Linked DNA regions of Mus musculus: all the other regions are linked to region 4. Evidence: chromatin contacts called from public HiChIP or PLAC-seq and promoter capture Hi-C data. All regions are on one chromosome and are shown on one strand. The core of a region is the stretch at or near the end of the contact, and the rest is flanking DNA. Distances in the headings are between cores, read along the strand shown.

Region 1 (3,710 bases), core at 216-2,715, 200 kb before region 4:
CAAGAATGTCCAGGCCTTATGGTGGTGGAGCCAATGTCATCATCTCTAGACCAAGCACTAGTCATCTGAAAGGGCTCCTGTTGTCACAGTTTCTCCACCCCCTTCATTCTTGTGTACACCAATTTCCCCAGTGCTGGGTGTCCTCCTTTAGAAGAACCCCACTGGTCCAAACTGTCCCTTAGTCTCAATCCAGCCACTCCAGTGTGGTCTTTGGATCTGTGCAATAGAGCTGGTTGGGAGTGGAATTTGTGGACTTGCCTAACACCCTGAATCAACTCCCTTGGATGGAGATGGGTGTTCAGAATCCAGGTTTTCCCAAGCCTTCCGGGTGATTGCTGGGCAAGTAAGGCGTGGGAACGTTCCGAAAGATTCAACGTAGTATATAAATAGAAAATGTTGAGAGTTTATGCCCAACACTGTTTAGGAGCAATAAATAATCCTAAGGATGGAATATAAGAAATGAGGCAATGACAAATACAGCAGAACCAAGCATATTCCACCAGACAGTGCTCCACTTATGCCCCACTCAGAGCCGTGGAGGAAGGAGCTCTGGGGACTGCCCATTTGGGTGGCCTCCCGGCTCCTCTCACATCGAGAGGGAAGGGAGCATCCTGTGGAACCTTTCAGAAACCCTGACTCATATCACACATGTATAGAAGACACAGTGCAGGGAATAGGCAATGGGGAATGCCTAAGTATGGCTGTACAGGCAGATGTGCTAGATTAGAGCTCTATGCAAGCTAATAGCCAACTAGAAAATCCATTCTCCAGGGGGGAAAATGACACAGCCTCCCCTGAGTGTAGTATTGGAGAAACTCCACAGGGCACATGGGTGTTTTTCAGGGTTCGATGAAAACTTGGATGTACAGGGGGAGTTGATTCTCCAGGATGCCTTTCAAGTGTGGGACCCAAAGTCGCTGATCCGGAAGGGGCGGGAGCGCCATCTGTTCCTCTTTGAGATCTCCTTGGTGTTTAGCAAAGAGATCAAAGACTCTTCAGGACACACGAAATATGTTTACAAGAACAAGCTACTGGTAGGTGGGGCAGGTGGGACAAGACAAGATTCCCTGCTTTGGTAGAACCCATGGGCAGGAAGGGCTGCAGACACATACAGCTCACCTCTTCCCTACTTCTCTACTCCAAAGCCCTCCCGGACAAAGGCTCAGGCCTCCTACTTGGAAAGTTCCCTCCAACATCCTCCGCTTCTTCATCTTAGAGTTCAAAGGTCTTTTTGTCTGCTTTTAGCACCTTTCTCTTCACCATCCCTCCTGATACCTGCTAATCAGGCAAATGCCAGCAGGTCCTCTCATCCTGGGTATATGAACAATTACCTAGTCTATTGAAGCCTGATTGACAGAAGCCCCTCCCTTGGCCCCCTCCTCTTTGTTGCCTTCCCCTTCCTATCCCAGCCCTAAGTTTCCCCCACTGCCCTCCCCTTCCCCGCCTCTCACAGGCATTTCCTGTCTACAGACCTCAGAGCTGGGTGTGACCGAGCATGTAGAAGGTGACCCCTGCAAATTCGCCTTGTGGTCTGGGCGCACCCCATCCTCAGACAATAAAACAGTGCTCAAAGTAAGTACTGCTCTCTTCTATCACAAAACCATGGTTGGGGTAATTAGGTAGGGTAAAGGAAGCAGGCATAAGACACCAAAAAACAGGGTCTAGAGACCAGTGAGCCACCAGGCCTCTCTTACACAGGTATTGAGAGTCAACGTTGACCATAAAGGTAGGCCCAGAATCTTGAAGGCAGATATTCTCCTTGAGTTCATAGAGGCCAGGGGATAACTCATTGACCTAACAAGGTCTAGTCAACTGGGTTCTGTCCACATGTCTCTTTCCAGGGGCAAGAACAACCAAGCTTTTAACAAAGACACCTTGAGTTGCCTGTGTTTGCTCAGCAGTTTGCCCTAAACATCCTCTGTGTACAAGGTGCTCTGCTTCGTGCCATGAAAAGAACCATACTTAAGATCCAGTCCTTATTCTCTGGAAGTGGATTCTGGAAGCTCCCATAAATCACAGCAGCCTGAGGGGTCCACAGAGCTCAGCTCTCCGGGTTCAGGCTGGTTTTGAGTCCCTGGTTCCTGGTGGCACTACCTGACTAATTGGAGTTAGTGCAAATAGAGCTTCCATTGATCACTTGCTAGTCAAGGAAATGTCCATCGCCAAGGAGCAGATGGCCTATCTCAGGCAAAAGCTTTACAGATCCACCCTTAATTTGCAGAATGGCTGCTCCCTGTCATGAAGAATTACCTGAAAAGGGACCCCGGAAGGCAATGGAGTAGTGTAGGCATGAGAGCAGTGCTTCTAATAAGCACATTTAGCAGCCTGAAACCCCAATACTGACGGTCGCCTGTGTAGGCTATGTGAGTGTGACAGCTATTAAATATCCTGACATACCCATTACCCTGCTGGTAAATAGCCACTGCTTTCAGATGTCACAGTTCCAAGTGCCTCCGGGGCCTCATAGGATCCACAATTCAAGTGGTAATCCAGGCCCAACAGAGAGCAACAGATTCTGTTCCAACTCCAGAGCCAACTACAGATTGGTCACTGCCTAATGAATTATGAAATATTTTTACAAGTGCTCCATAGAATCTCCACTGAGTCTTGAACATCTCTGAGGTTAAAGAGTCAAAGGATAAAATGCCAAAGAAGCTCCCCTAAAGATTTGGTGTCTTTGGAATAACAGTGAGACCTGTAGGGGGAGAGCTGAACATGGTTTTGTGGGCAACCAGAGCTGGGGTTCTCAATGTTTCTTCCTGTGGTACCCCAGGCTTCCAACATCGAAACCAAGCAGGAATGGATCAAGAACATTCGAGAAGTGATTCAGGAGAGGATCATTCATCTTAAAGGCGCTTTAAAGGAGCCAATTCAGCTCCCCAAAACACCAGCCAAACTGAGGAACAATAGTAAGAGGTAACCAACACCCGTCCCCAACATGCTATGTCATGTCCCGAGGGAGGGAGGATGGGGTCACCCTTCATCTCTAGTGGGAATGGTGCTGTCCTCCATCTAGGAAGACCCATCAGTTCTGCCTGTGGCTAAATCCACCATCTTTAAGCTTCTCAGTTACTGTCCATCGATGCACTCTCTGCCTGAGTGTGCTACCAGAATATGAGAGGAGGTATAAGTTGGGTTACTTCTCCCAAGAACCTTCCTACAACCGTGGGTTGCACATGGAACAGATAAGAACAGTAGCATCCTGAGAGAGTAAATGCTGTCAAACGGGACAGTGATGCTCTTTGTGGCGTTGGGGAAGGCTTTGAGAAGAACTGCGTCATGAGAAGGGAGGCCTCCACATTGGTCAGAGGGTGAGAAGTTTTGTGCAACACTGGGGTAGGCTGCTGTGTCAAGGATGTCTCTGACGCTCCTAGGGAGTCCTCTTCACTCACCCCCAGTGATTAGTGACTTCAGGAAAAATAGGACCTATGTGTTGAGTATCTGGGCCTTTCTGAACCCCAGCTTCCTCCAAGCTGGTAGATGGCTTCTTGGGTGTCACTTCCAAGGGCTCTGCTGAAGGACCTTCGGAGGAAATCATACAACGACTTTACATATATCTTGAAGACAAAAATACACAGCACAGTGATGTTCTGAGAGTAGTGTCACTGTTGGTGGTGTGCTTCCCTTGCCTTCCCAGTTCACAGATGGCATAAGCCGGAGGACTTGGTTGACCTTTCAGTATCAACCAGGATAAGCAAGATGGAGAACCA
Region 2 (3,513 bases), core at 399-2,898, 150 kb after region 4:
GGTAAGGTTGCTGAGTGTTTATTCTGACAAAAATGTTAAAAACACCATCACACACACACAAGATAAAGTTTTAGTTTGGTTATAAAGAATATAACTTCAAACTAAAACTCTGTCCTAAAGAAGTGAGGTCAGTCGACAAGGATATATTCCAGAGGATGGTGATTCAAGCTACATCTCTTTGCGTTTCCCTGGGGACTCTTTGGAACACGAAAGATGTGGACACTGGTTGCCAGATTTGAGGGAGGGGTGGGTGGGACCCACTGATCTACTTATTTTCCCAGAAAAGCAGCCTTGCTACGCTATTAAGTTTGTACTGGGGCCTCAGCGACATTTTTTGGTTTCCTCAACTCCCTCCTTGCTCTCAGATGGAAACCTCAACCTCCTTCATGTAAATGAGACGGGTAGGGGTAACAGAGTTCTCCCCTCAAGCAGCCAGGCAACCACTGGGCTCAGAGAGGCAAACAAGTACCTCGGGCTTGAAAGTGAATAGCGCACTCTTAATCAATACACAATTACTTCCGACAGGAAGAGGAAAGTTCGGAAACTCCTCTTTGAGTGGGTAGGTTTGGAAGAGGTAGGAGCGTCAACTATCATTCTTCCTATAGGGATTTTTTTTTTTAAGACAGGGTCTCATTGTGTAGCATGCTAGGGTTAAAGGCGTGTGCCACCACTGTCCGGTCCCTAAACTTAATTGCCACTCCCAAGTCTGAAAACTGAACGCAGGTAGCTGGGGGCTCCCGCATCAGCGCCAGGGTGCATCCGGCTAAGGTAGCGCCAGCAGCCCCTCCGCAGTCCGGACACAGTGTTTGTGAATCACAGTACCGAACAGTATCAGATGGCGGTGTACCAGGTGGGGCAGCGACTTCGGACTTACAGAGAGTAATGACAACTTTCAATTTAGAGCAAACTTCGAAAGTTGCATTATCCACAGACCTCCGGGATGACTCGGTCGCCACACTTTGGCCCCCACATCACTCCCCGCGGGCCACAAGGGCCGCTTTGTGCAGGCGAGCGAAGAGCTAGGGCCCCAGCACCGGGCCCGGAGGCTTCCCCTCCCAAGTCCCCAGCGCCCTCGGGCTCCGCCACCAGACGCACACTGTTTACACAGGAAGGGAAGGCTCCTCCTCAGCCCGGGAGGGAACCCGCCAGCGCACGCAGATCTGATGCCCGCGCCTCGCCGACCCTTCTGGGAGCGCCCTGGGGTGCACTGCACCCTCGGCTCCCGCAAGCGGCCGCGGGCGAGCAAAAGTTGAGGAGCGCGCGGCGGGGCGGCGCGGCTTACCTGCGAGGCGCGGAACGAGCGCGCAGAGCCCGAGCAGACAGGCGTAGAGGGTCGCGGGCACCCGCGGCATGATGCGCGCCGCTCGGCTGGGGCGCTCGGCGGGGGCGGAGCGGGGCCGAGGCCGGGGACCGCAGCCGCATGCCGGGCGCTGCGCTCCGGCTCACGGCGCCCGCGGCCGGGCTGGTCCGCGCCCGGCCGCCACCATCCTCCTCGCTGGCCCGCTGGGACGCTCGGAGTTGTCGCTGCTCCGGACGCACCCTCGCCGAGTCCCCCGCGCGTCTACTCTCGGAGACCCTTCCCTTTTTCCTCGGCCGCCAGCCCCCACTCTTCTCTGCTTTCTCCTCCCCCCTCTCCTGCGGGCCGCCACTCGGTCAGTTTACGGCTAGGCGGGACGGGGCGGGGCGAGCTCGGGCCGGACCAGCTCCGCCCTGCACCGGGACCCGCCAGCACGCCTAGATCCTGGGTTGCCCAGGTGGCTGTCACAGCTGACCCACTTGTGGGGATCGGGTGTTCGAAACTTCTAGTTAGGGTCTCCCTCCCCGGTCTTGGAGTTGGGAGGGGGCGGGGCGCGCTCCATTAGGCCTGCAGAGATTACTTGGGCCAAAGCAATCTCAGTTTTGACTTCAGGATCGTGGGGCAGTTACGGCTTGGATCTGTCAGGCCATTTCGTCATGCCACAAGCGCATGCCAGGCCAGGCCTCGCCCGAGAATATTCAATCCAGACGCCACGCTTGGGATGGGCAGGGGAGGACACGTGGAACGTGGAAGTTCAGGTGAAGCGGAGGGCACCCTGGTGAGCAGGCACTGTGATAAGTGCTAACATCCCTCCCGTTGTTTAGGTGAGCAAACTGAGCCACCAAGGGTTAATATACTGGAGGAAGCGACTGCTAGCTTTTTCCCTGAAATCCAGATTTAAGTAAGGCAGCCTAACCTTTGCCTATTAAGAACCAGCTGGAGCTGGGCATGGTGGCACACGACTTTACACGGCACTTGGGAGGCAGGGGCAGTCAGATTTCTGAGTTTGAGGCCAGCCTGGTCTACAGAGTGAGTTCCAGGACAGCCAGGGCTACACAGAGAAACCCTGCCTCGAAAAAACCAAAAGAAAAAATAAATAAATAAAAGAAGAAGAAAAAGAAGGAGGAGGAGGAAGAGGAAGAGGAAGAAGAAGAAGAAGAAGCAGCAGAAGCAGCAGCAGCAGCAGCTAGAAGGTCAGGACTTGGCGGTGTAGGTGCAAAAACCTACCTAAGGCGTTTGAATCTTAAAAACTTTGTTGTGTCCACCTTTCAAACTCTTAACTGGGTGGCACTGACAGGAGCCAGTTTGTAGTGTGTGCATAGGGAAAAGTGAACCAATCCAGAGCAAACTTCAAAGTTCATCCTTGGACCATATGCAAATTCGTACTCTGTCCTACATTGCTTTGTTATGACTTAAAAGTCATATTTGGCCGGGTGTGGTGGTGCACGCCTTTAATCCCAGCACTCAGGAGGCAGAGGCAGGCAGATTTCTGAGTTCGAGGCCGGCCTGGTCTACAGAGTGAGTTCCAGGACAGCTAGGGCTACACAGAGAAACCCTGTCTCGAAAAAAAATCATGTTTGCTGCTAACCATTATCCAGTAGAATTCATGCTGCATGCCAAGCGTGGTGGCGCACTCGGGAGGTAAAGGCAGGCAGATTTCTGAGTTCGAGGCCAGCCTGGTCTACAAAGTGAGTTCTAGGACAGTCAGGGCTATCTATACAGAGAAACCCTGCCTCAAAAAACCAAAAGAAAAAAAAAAAAAAAAAAGAATTCATGCTGCAGAAACAGCCCAGGTAGATCTTGGAATTACCTGGCCCTTAGGGCAATAGCCTTGGGGCTATGCTTATCCCAGCTTAGAGGTGGCTACTACATTATGGGAGCTGATCAAAGAGTTTGAACTGGAGTGTTGCTTGGTCTGGCAGGAAAGTGTAGGATGAGCTAGAAGGTGAAATACTGCTTTAAGTACAATGGTGGCTTTCCTATGCCATGCATTCTTTGAGTTCAGGGCCCATAGTATCCCATCTTCTCTGCACTCAAAATGAGCACTTTGTAGCGGCTGAAATATCCTACTTTGTCCCACATCTGGCACGGACCACCATTTATCTAAATTGCACCTGGAAAGTGCTGTGATCCAACTTGCCCTAATTCTTACCAGACCCCTTCTGTCTTATCTGGTGGTTCTCTGGGTCCCCAGCCTGCCCAGACCTGCTGTAAGC
Region 3 (3,570 bases), core at 115-2,614, 190 kb after region 4:
AAGGCATTTCTTCTTCATGGTGACTCCAGAAAATCACGTAGATCTTATCAGTTCTAATTGGGACCTGAAGACTTGGCCACAGCACCCAGGCTTGGCAGAGGAGATCTGGTGAGGCCTACCCTCCTCTTAGGACAGCTCTTCTCCCCCAATCTTAAAAGCAGATCAAAAAAAAAATATTGGTCCAGGGAATAAAGAAAGAAGTTTGCTTATGGATAGTATTAAATATCCATTAATGATATTTTTAGGGTATGAAAGGATATGAATATAAAAGTTGAACACATTTTTAATGTTATTTGATTCTCAAAATACTCAATATTATTAATGTGTTTGATGTATAAAATGCATTTAAATAATAAAAAAATTAAGAAGAAAAAAAAGAAAGAAAGAAAAGAAGCCTGCTGCCAAGGCTGGCCGGCTGTGTTCAATCTCACTCAGGGGGTGGGAGGAGAGAAACCACTTTCTGGGAGTTGTCCGATGTCCTCCACATGTATGGTAATTAAATGTAGTAAGAGGTTTCAAAAGCTCCTATCTTGCCATGTATGTTGGCTCATACCTATAACCCAGCACTCCAAGGCAGTTGGATCAGAAGTTCATCTACTGTATGGAGAGTTCAGTTTAACCTTGGTAGCACGAGATTCCATCCCCCAAACAAAGCAAGTCAAGTGGTCCTTTACATTGAACTCAATTTCTCTTCCCCCTTCCACTGCCTCCAATGCCTTATTCCTTTCTTGCATTTGACGTCTAGATCTGGATTTCTCTCAGAATGGGGTGGGGTGGGGGACAAATTCCTTACCTACTCAAACCCAGATAAACTCTCCCTAGTCCAGAAGAAGAACACCTGTAGGGGCTCTAACCCCCACTGGGATTGCTCTTTTTGGCCAGAGATCCCCAGTTTCAAGTGTTGGTGAAAACAGACATATCCCCGACCCCTCCAGGTCTGACTCTCTGATGATCACAGGAACAGATCTAGATCCAGCTTGCTAACCTCATCCTTGCACGACTGAGTCATCTTTATCCAACTTCAGACAAACCTCTGCCCTGCTGTGTCCCAATGTCAGCCATAGACTTCTTTTGCCTCTGCTGTCTTGGGGGTCACAGATGAAAATGTCAGCATCTCCGAGCTGAGCTAGTCAAGAAATGGCCCCAAGTCAAGACTAGCAGCCACTTTAAAAAGTTGTAGGATCAAGCCTGCTGTTTCTGTTTCAGAGACTACGATACCAATTCAACTTATCAAGTTACAGAAGCAACCACAAAATAACAAAAAAGGAGTTTCTTACCCACGGTCACCAAAAGGAGACTGAGAGAGAGAAGCAGGAAGCCTTTCATGGTAGCTGCTCTTGCTTGATAATCCAAGGAGGAAATGTGTCCTCTCCTTCGCTGCCTGGAGTTTTAACTGTCTTTCAAGTCCGAAGTCCACTCATTAACTGATAGAGGCAAAGGCAATTCGTGGTCAGGATCTGGTCTCTGGTCGTACAGCATGGGCTGCTTCCAACCTCAGAGTCAGGTCACTTGAGCCCAGCTTCAGGTTGATATCCTTGACTCAAAGTCCAGGACAACTGTAGAAGTCTGAGTTCTCTTTAGAAATCCTTGCAAGGTCAAAGGTGAGTGTATTCAGCTAATCTCTCTATATCTTGGGAATGGTAGACCTATCGCCTCCCCAGAGCCTACTACTGTCTCTCTAAACACTCAGTAATCTAGCCGAGAACGATGATTGCCTTACCTCTGACCCCTTCTTATTTTGTGTGTGCACACCACAGTGCTCATGTAGCTGCCAGAGGATGGTGGGAAGGGTTGATTCTTGACCCTTCACCATGTGGGATCATGGGATGGAATTCAGGTCATCAGGCTTAGTGGCAGATGCCTTTAACTCTGAGTCATCTTCTGGGCCCTCCCCTCCCCAACTCCCCACCATTTGACTGCAAAGAATTCTATTTTCTCTACCTGCTGTTCCAAGAATACCTGAAAAGTCCTTTCATGTTTTCTCCAACTATTTATGACTTGACTTGTGTCATCTTTTGCTGTGGACTCCCACACTGGGCTTTTCCTAATGGTCACTTCTAGAAACTTCTAGAGCTAACGTTTCCAAGCTTCCCTCCATCTCACATATCACTTTAACTGGACATAGACCCCAGTTGTCATGCTCCTATTAGAAGCAGGCTTGAAGGTTATTGACGGTAGGCTCCCTTTCCCATAACCACCTTGGCCCACCGTCTGTCGTGGGTCCAATTTTAACAGAGGCCAATTTGAAATTCCACAAGCAAAGAGAAAACTTGGGAAGCAGAAGAGACAGACAGATCTCTGTGAGTTCAAGGCCAGCCTACTCTACAGAGAGAGTTCCAGGCCGGCCAGGGTTGCCTAGTTAAGACTGTCTTTAAAAAACAAAACAAAACAATAAAATCAAACAAACAGCAACAGAACAATCACCATGTGAATGGCATCATAGTCACTTTTTAAAAGCATTCCTTCCTCTCTATTAAAAAAAAGGGAAGGGAAGAAGGGAGGTGGGGGTGACAGCTTTGTTGAGGCCCACAAAGAGAAGGAAGGCTGCTTCCTCCTGGCAAAGCAGGCCCATTGTTACTGGTCGATCATTCTGCGCTCAGCTCTGCCTTCTGTCCACGGCCCTGGGTAGAGACAGGGCTTTCTAGAGAAGAAACAAGGCATACCAGCGCCCCTTCTCCTAAGACTTTCTCCAGAGGGGCTTGTCAGTCACCGAAGCAGGACACTGATCTCAGAAGAGCTGTCTGTCTGAAAACTTAGGGGAATAGAGTGAAGTCCTCCTCAATGGGAGTTGGCACAAAGGGTCCTTTAGTCATTATCCCCTGTCACCTGGGGGTTCAATGTGTGCTCACGCATCACTGCCTCAACCCTTTGTTCTCCCACCCTAGAGCTCCCACCATCTCAGGAGCCAGCTCTGTCACCTGATAAGGCTTGCTTAATCCAGTCCTTTCCTGAGATCCAGCCCCACCCAGAGGAAGATACACCAACCATCCCCACGTCCTTTAACCTGACCCTTAACTCTGTTCTCAATCTAAAAATCATATTAATGCTCAGAAGCTCCTATTGTCCCCAGGGTCTCCACTCAAGACTACGATAGGGGGCTGAAGACACGGCTTAGAGGTTAAAAGTACTTCCTGGTTTTGCAGATGACAGGTGTTCTGCTTTCAACGCGCCGGCCAGGTGGCTCCCAACTGATCCTGTAACTCAGGTTCCAGGGGAATCCACACCTCTGGCAGGCATGTACACACAGTCTTAAAGATAATAAAAATTAATATTAAAAAATAAGAGGACTATGATAAAGAGGCTGGGAGAGGGGTGTGAGTGTAGTCAGCACCCGGTCAAGACCCCGGCATCCATGTTAAAAGATGGACACAGTGGTGTGGGTTTAACCCCAGTGTGGGTGATCCTGGAGCTTACCAGGGCTACTAAGGACTGGCCGGCTTGGCCACAAAGGTGGGCCACCCCAGAACCCCTAACCCTCTCTGCCAGCACTGTCTAGGACTTCTGGAGCCACACTGGCTTGGGCACAGAGGCACACCATTAGGTAGTAGTTTCTCAATCTAGTTTTAGTTT
Region 4 (3,628 bases), core at 842-3,341:
GAAGAATCCCTCCTTTTATTGGATCCATACAGTGGATCTTGAAACCATGTCTTCTCATCCACTTTTCCTAGCTTTTCTAAGCTTTATTTCATGTTTTATATTTATGGTTACAGTGTTTCATTGCATGGATAAACTGTGTAATCATCAAACCTGGATATTTGCGTAGGTTGTTTCTTTGTAAGGAAAACATTTTTTTTTAAATTCCTCTTCTCAAGCTATTTGAAATATATTAACAGTTCATATTGTTAACTCTGGTCTCTGATGTGTTAGAATATCTGAACACAGCATACCAGGCCAAAGCAGTTCCATGTGTAAGAAGTTTATTGGGAGAGAGAGGGGCAAGGAAGGTGGTGGTGAAAAGAGAAGAGGGAAGAGAGAAAGACAGGGGGGGTTGTTCCTCTTATATATATGGATGGTAACGTGGTCACAGGTAAAGGTGGGAGGTGAGCCCAATGGATTCTGGGAATATGGTGGCCATTGTCTTGGCAACAGGTGTGTAGATTGCACTGTTGCCTATGTGATGTCACAGGTTTCAGAGGTCCTGATACCAACAGTCACCATATTATAAACTAGATCACCAGAACGTATTTCTCTTCCCTAGCTATAATCTGTATTTCTTACACTTATTTTCATTTTCTTCCTATTATGTACTCTCAGGCTTGACTCATTTAAGAAGACTTTCCTGGTGGTTGACTGATTGACAAGAGTGGAGTTGGAATGAGAGAAGTTTATCTATCAATCTATAGCCATAGCACCCCCAAACTACTACCTAGAATTTTCTATCCAAGACATCTCTGGAATGTCAGATTATCTAGATATCAAACATAGAAAGATACAGCTTTTTTCATTAATTAATTTGCTTATTTACTTTACATCCCAATCAAAACTCCTTCTCCCTCCTCTCCTCCCAGTCCTTCCCACTCACCTTACCTCTTCACATCCCTCATCCCACCCTCCGCAAAGGACCAGTCTCAGTTTGGAAGAGGAGTTCTGAGAGAAGGGGTGTCTGGGAGCTGTGAAAACAAACAACTTAAAGTGTGTTGTGTGTAGCTTTTTGCTATCCTGCCTAAGCTCTGGGAACAGGCTGTGCTACCAATCCCCTCCCAGCTTTCTTTGAATCAAAGGATAGAAGATACACACACACACACACACACACACACAGAGTTGTTCATTTTCAGCTTGCCTTCTTGGCACAATTGCTGGGTGCTACTATTTCTTACCTGGAAAAACATGCCCTTAGCTCAAAACTTCCCACTACCCTATCTTTAGTTGGTCAGTTGCATCTAGTCCCTGATAAACATCTCTAACCATCCACCTATAGGAGTGGCAACAGCCCATGACTCCTCCTCAGACCTCACATCATGGTTGCCTGGTTCTTCTCTCTCCAAAGCATGGCGAACTCCCTCTCTCCTTCCTTGCATCATCCTGCTTGCCTCCCAGAACCTAGAAGTCCCACATGTATCTTCTGACCAGCAATTGTCTCATGGCATTCTTTATTGACAGATCAAGAACCAGTTGGTGAACAGGACCTTAGCATCAGAACCTCCCCTACAGAAGTCAAATTGTGGGTCCAAGCTGGCCACCTAGGTTCTGTTGAAATGGCTTTTCAGATTGCTGTGTGTGTGTGTGTGTGTGTGTGTGTATGTGTGTGTGTGCGTGTGTGTATGTGTGTGCGTGTGTGTGCGTGTGTGTGTGCGTGTGTGTGTGTGTGTGTGTGTGTGTTTGCGTGTGTGTGTGTGTGTGTGTGTGTGTGTGTGTGTGTTTTCAGCATTGTCTTCCTTTTTTAAAAAATTTTTCTGGTTGAGACAGCTCTCTCTGCTAGTAGAAATTCTACAAGAAACCGAGATAGTTCATAAATTTTCTAACCAAAGTCAGAAAAGCTGCTATAAAAAAAATTATTGGATCTTTCATCCAAGTCAGAAATCCTGTTAGAAAAAAAATTGTTGAAGAGCTGTTTTTGCTCTCCAGAGATTTCGGACAGCTCAGCCCTTGAGAGAGAAAATTCTAAAGCACTTCTGTCACACTCTGCCTACCTCATCTCATACAGACCAAGAGGACCAAAGGCCTGTCTTTTTGTTTACAGATCAATTCAGGCATTTACTTTAGGTTTCCTTTTGATTATCCTATGAGTCAGCATTCCAGTGACCCCAGACCTTTGTTTCCTAGGAGACAGCAAGCATACATTTTCCTTAACATTGCAAAAGAATTCAGAGACCTGCCTGCCTTTGTTAAGCACAGATGAGAAAGTAGTTGGGTGGGACCCCTCCCTGAAATGACCAATTCTACCACACTAGGGCCTGGACTTTCCGTGTCCCAGAATGACCTTGGACTCAGGAATCTGCCTGCCTTTGACTCTTTCTGACAAACTGGCTCATTAATGCAGCTGCCCACGCTCCCTTAGATTGTGAACCCCTTATAATTCATATTGCATAGTTACATTTTTACATAGTTGAGAAATTATATATATTTGATTTCATGTACTTAGAGCTCTTTCCCATAGCCTTAAGGCCTGTCCTGAAGGTCCCAGTGTTTACCATTTTGCTGAGACTTAGCCACACCCTCAATTTCTGGATGTGCTGTTTTTAATTATCATGAAGTCATTAATATTATCAGGGAGGATATTCCTTGGAAGGAAAGAGTCTTCAACTGCTAGTACATTATTACACAAACAAGCCTTACACCCACAGCAGCCATTGACACTCATGGAGGCTCACACCAGGATCCTGTCCAAGGCTCAGGAACCATGTCACTCTGTCCTCACCAAGACCACACTGGGTTGGCATCCCCTCCCTTTCTCCTCACAATCTGCCCTGACATATAAGTTTGCTGTAGGACCAGGCACAGAAAGAAAGGTACAGCTCTTATCCTTAGGGGCCACAAGTCCAACAGTTAGAACCAAGAGATAAATAATGCTTTAAATATGGCGTGGAAATACTAGAGACCATGTATTACTCAGGGCTGTGAGAACATAGAACTGTTCTTTGTTGGATGTGATCTTCAGGGAAGACGTGTGGGAAGCAAGGCCTGACTAGAATCACGTGCTCAATCTTGCTCTGCCTGTAGTGGTCAATAGGGATAACTGGTGCAACCCTCCTGGACCAGAAAATCAAGATTCCCATTCCCTAGTCTCAGATGGATGCAGGCTAGAGAACAGCTCTAAGGAAGGTGGGGTGGCTGATCTTTTCTGGCTTGGAGCAGTGTTGCTGTAACTGTCCCCCTCATTTGTTCCAAGTATCTCTGAGAGTTCCTTGTGATGAGCACAGTACCACTCCTCTCTGATCTTTCCTCTCTTGCCTCATACTAGAAGACCAGAGGGAGGTAGGGAGCCTTCCAGGGGCTCCATCCTTTTCCACTTATCAATAAAATAGAAGGATCCCGTAGCAAGGAACAAATTAGGGGAGAAAATGAAGTCAGCTATGCAGGTTTCAGCTATGGTTGGAAGTTATTCCTGTACTGGATCACACTCCTTGACATGGGCATTTCCTGAGACGTATCTCAAATGACCCACTTCACATTAAAGGTTTGATCACTTGTTACAAAAGGGCATAGGAAGCCTAGAAATAGCTACTGTTTATTCAGCACCGTGTGTTACTTCTTTCTTTCTGTGATGAGACACCATGGTCAAGGC

Evidence for each region. Promoter capture Hi-C pulls out the DNA fragments that hold promoters and counts their contacts. HiChIP or PLAC-seq counts read pairs in DNA pulled down with a chosen protein or histone mark.
Region 1: an H3K27ac HiChIP or PLAC-seq map of embryonic stem cells shows a contact between it and region 4, with 5 read pairs. The contact joins two enhancer-like sites. A contact is called at or near these places in 9 of 484 Hi-C or Micro-C datasets (the HL-1 cell line, the N1E-115 cell line, Sertoli cells and 4 more), 1 of 115 datasets of contacts at active chromatin or transcription factors (embryonic stem cells) and 1 of 9 other capture datasets (liver).
Region 2: a contact with region 4 is called in an H3K27ac HiChIP or PLAC-seq map of embryonic stem cells, with 11 read pairs. The contact joins the promoter of Itgb5 here to the enhancer-like site in region 4. A contact is called at or near these places in 4 of 39 promoter capture datasets (hematopoietic stem and progenitor cells, hippocampal neurons, neutrophils and 1 more), 10 of 15 datasets of contacts at CTCF or cohesin (CD8 T cells, the G1E-ER4 cell line, the NIH/3T3 cell line and 4 more), 115 of 484 Hi-C or Micro-C datasets (the AtT-20 cell line, B cells, B-cell progenitors and 68 more), 33 of 115 datasets of contacts at active chromatin or transcription factors (Th17 cells, astrocytes, bone marrow-derived dendritic cells and 20 more) and 4 of 9 other capture datasets (adipose tissue, embryonic stem cells, liver and 1 more).
Region 3: a promoter capture Hi-C map of trophoblast stem cells shows a contact between it and region 4, with 3 times the contacts expected there. The contact joins the promoter of Muc13 here to the enhancer-like site in region 4. A contact is called at or near these places in 25 of 39 promoter capture datasets (the 3T3-L1 cell line, 3T3-L1-derived adipocytes, the C10 cell line and 16 more), 4 of 484 Hi-C or Micro-C datasets (the BV-2 cell line, bone marrow-derived macrophages, embryonic fibroblasts and 1 more), 6 of 115 datasets of contacts at active chromatin or transcription factors (acute myeloid leukemia, a beta-TC-6 cell line, bone marrow-derived dendritic cells and 3 more) and 5 of 9 other capture datasets (adipose tissue, embryonic stem cells, liver and 2 more).

The regions. Positions count from the first base shown.
Region 1 is chr16:34,173,591-34,177,300 of GRCm38.p6, reverse strand. Kalrn (kalirin, RhoGEF kinase) reads left to right here. Exons shown (of 60, transcript NM_177357.3): 30 at 844-1,034; 31 at 1,471-1,572; 32 at 2,774-2,916. Among named protein-coding and RNA genes, the nearest start is that of Gm41448, 55 kb to the right of the region's middle. Within about 2 kb of position 1,465, at least 5 of the 459 cell types and tissues checked have an H3K27ac peak or open chromatin away from gene starts, as enhancers often do. A contact at or near this core is called in embryonic stem cells, where this site is marked.
Region 2 is chr16:33,827,800-33,831,312 of GRCm38.p6, reverse strand. It overlaps Itgb5 (integrin beta 5), which reads right to left and starts at 1,648. Exons shown (of 15, transcript NM_001145884.1): 1 at 1,283-1,648. The coding sequence starts at 1,352.
Region 3 is chr16:33,792,283-33,795,852 of GRCm38.p6, reverse strand. It overlaps Muc13 (mucin 13, epithelial transmembrane), which reads right to left and starts at 1,364. Exons shown (of 12, transcript NM_001382834.1): 1 at 1,278-1,364. The coding sequence starts at 1,326. Gm15658 (a long non-coding RNA gene) reads left to right here. Exons shown (of 3, transcript XR_003951910.1): 1 at 1-108; 2 at 1,207-1,601.
Region 4 is chr16:33,978,629-33,982,256 of GRCm38.p6, reverse strand. All of the region lies in intron 58 of Kalrn (kalirin, RhoGEF kinase), which reads left to right. Among named protein-coding and RNA genes, the nearest start is that of Umps, 13 kb to the right of the region's middle. Within about 2 kb of position 2,091, at least 28 of the 459 cell types and tissues checked have an H3K27ac peak or open chromatin away from gene starts, as enhancers often do. A contact at or near this core is called in the SN4741 cell line, embryonic stem cells, pancreatic cancer cells and 2 more, where this site is marked.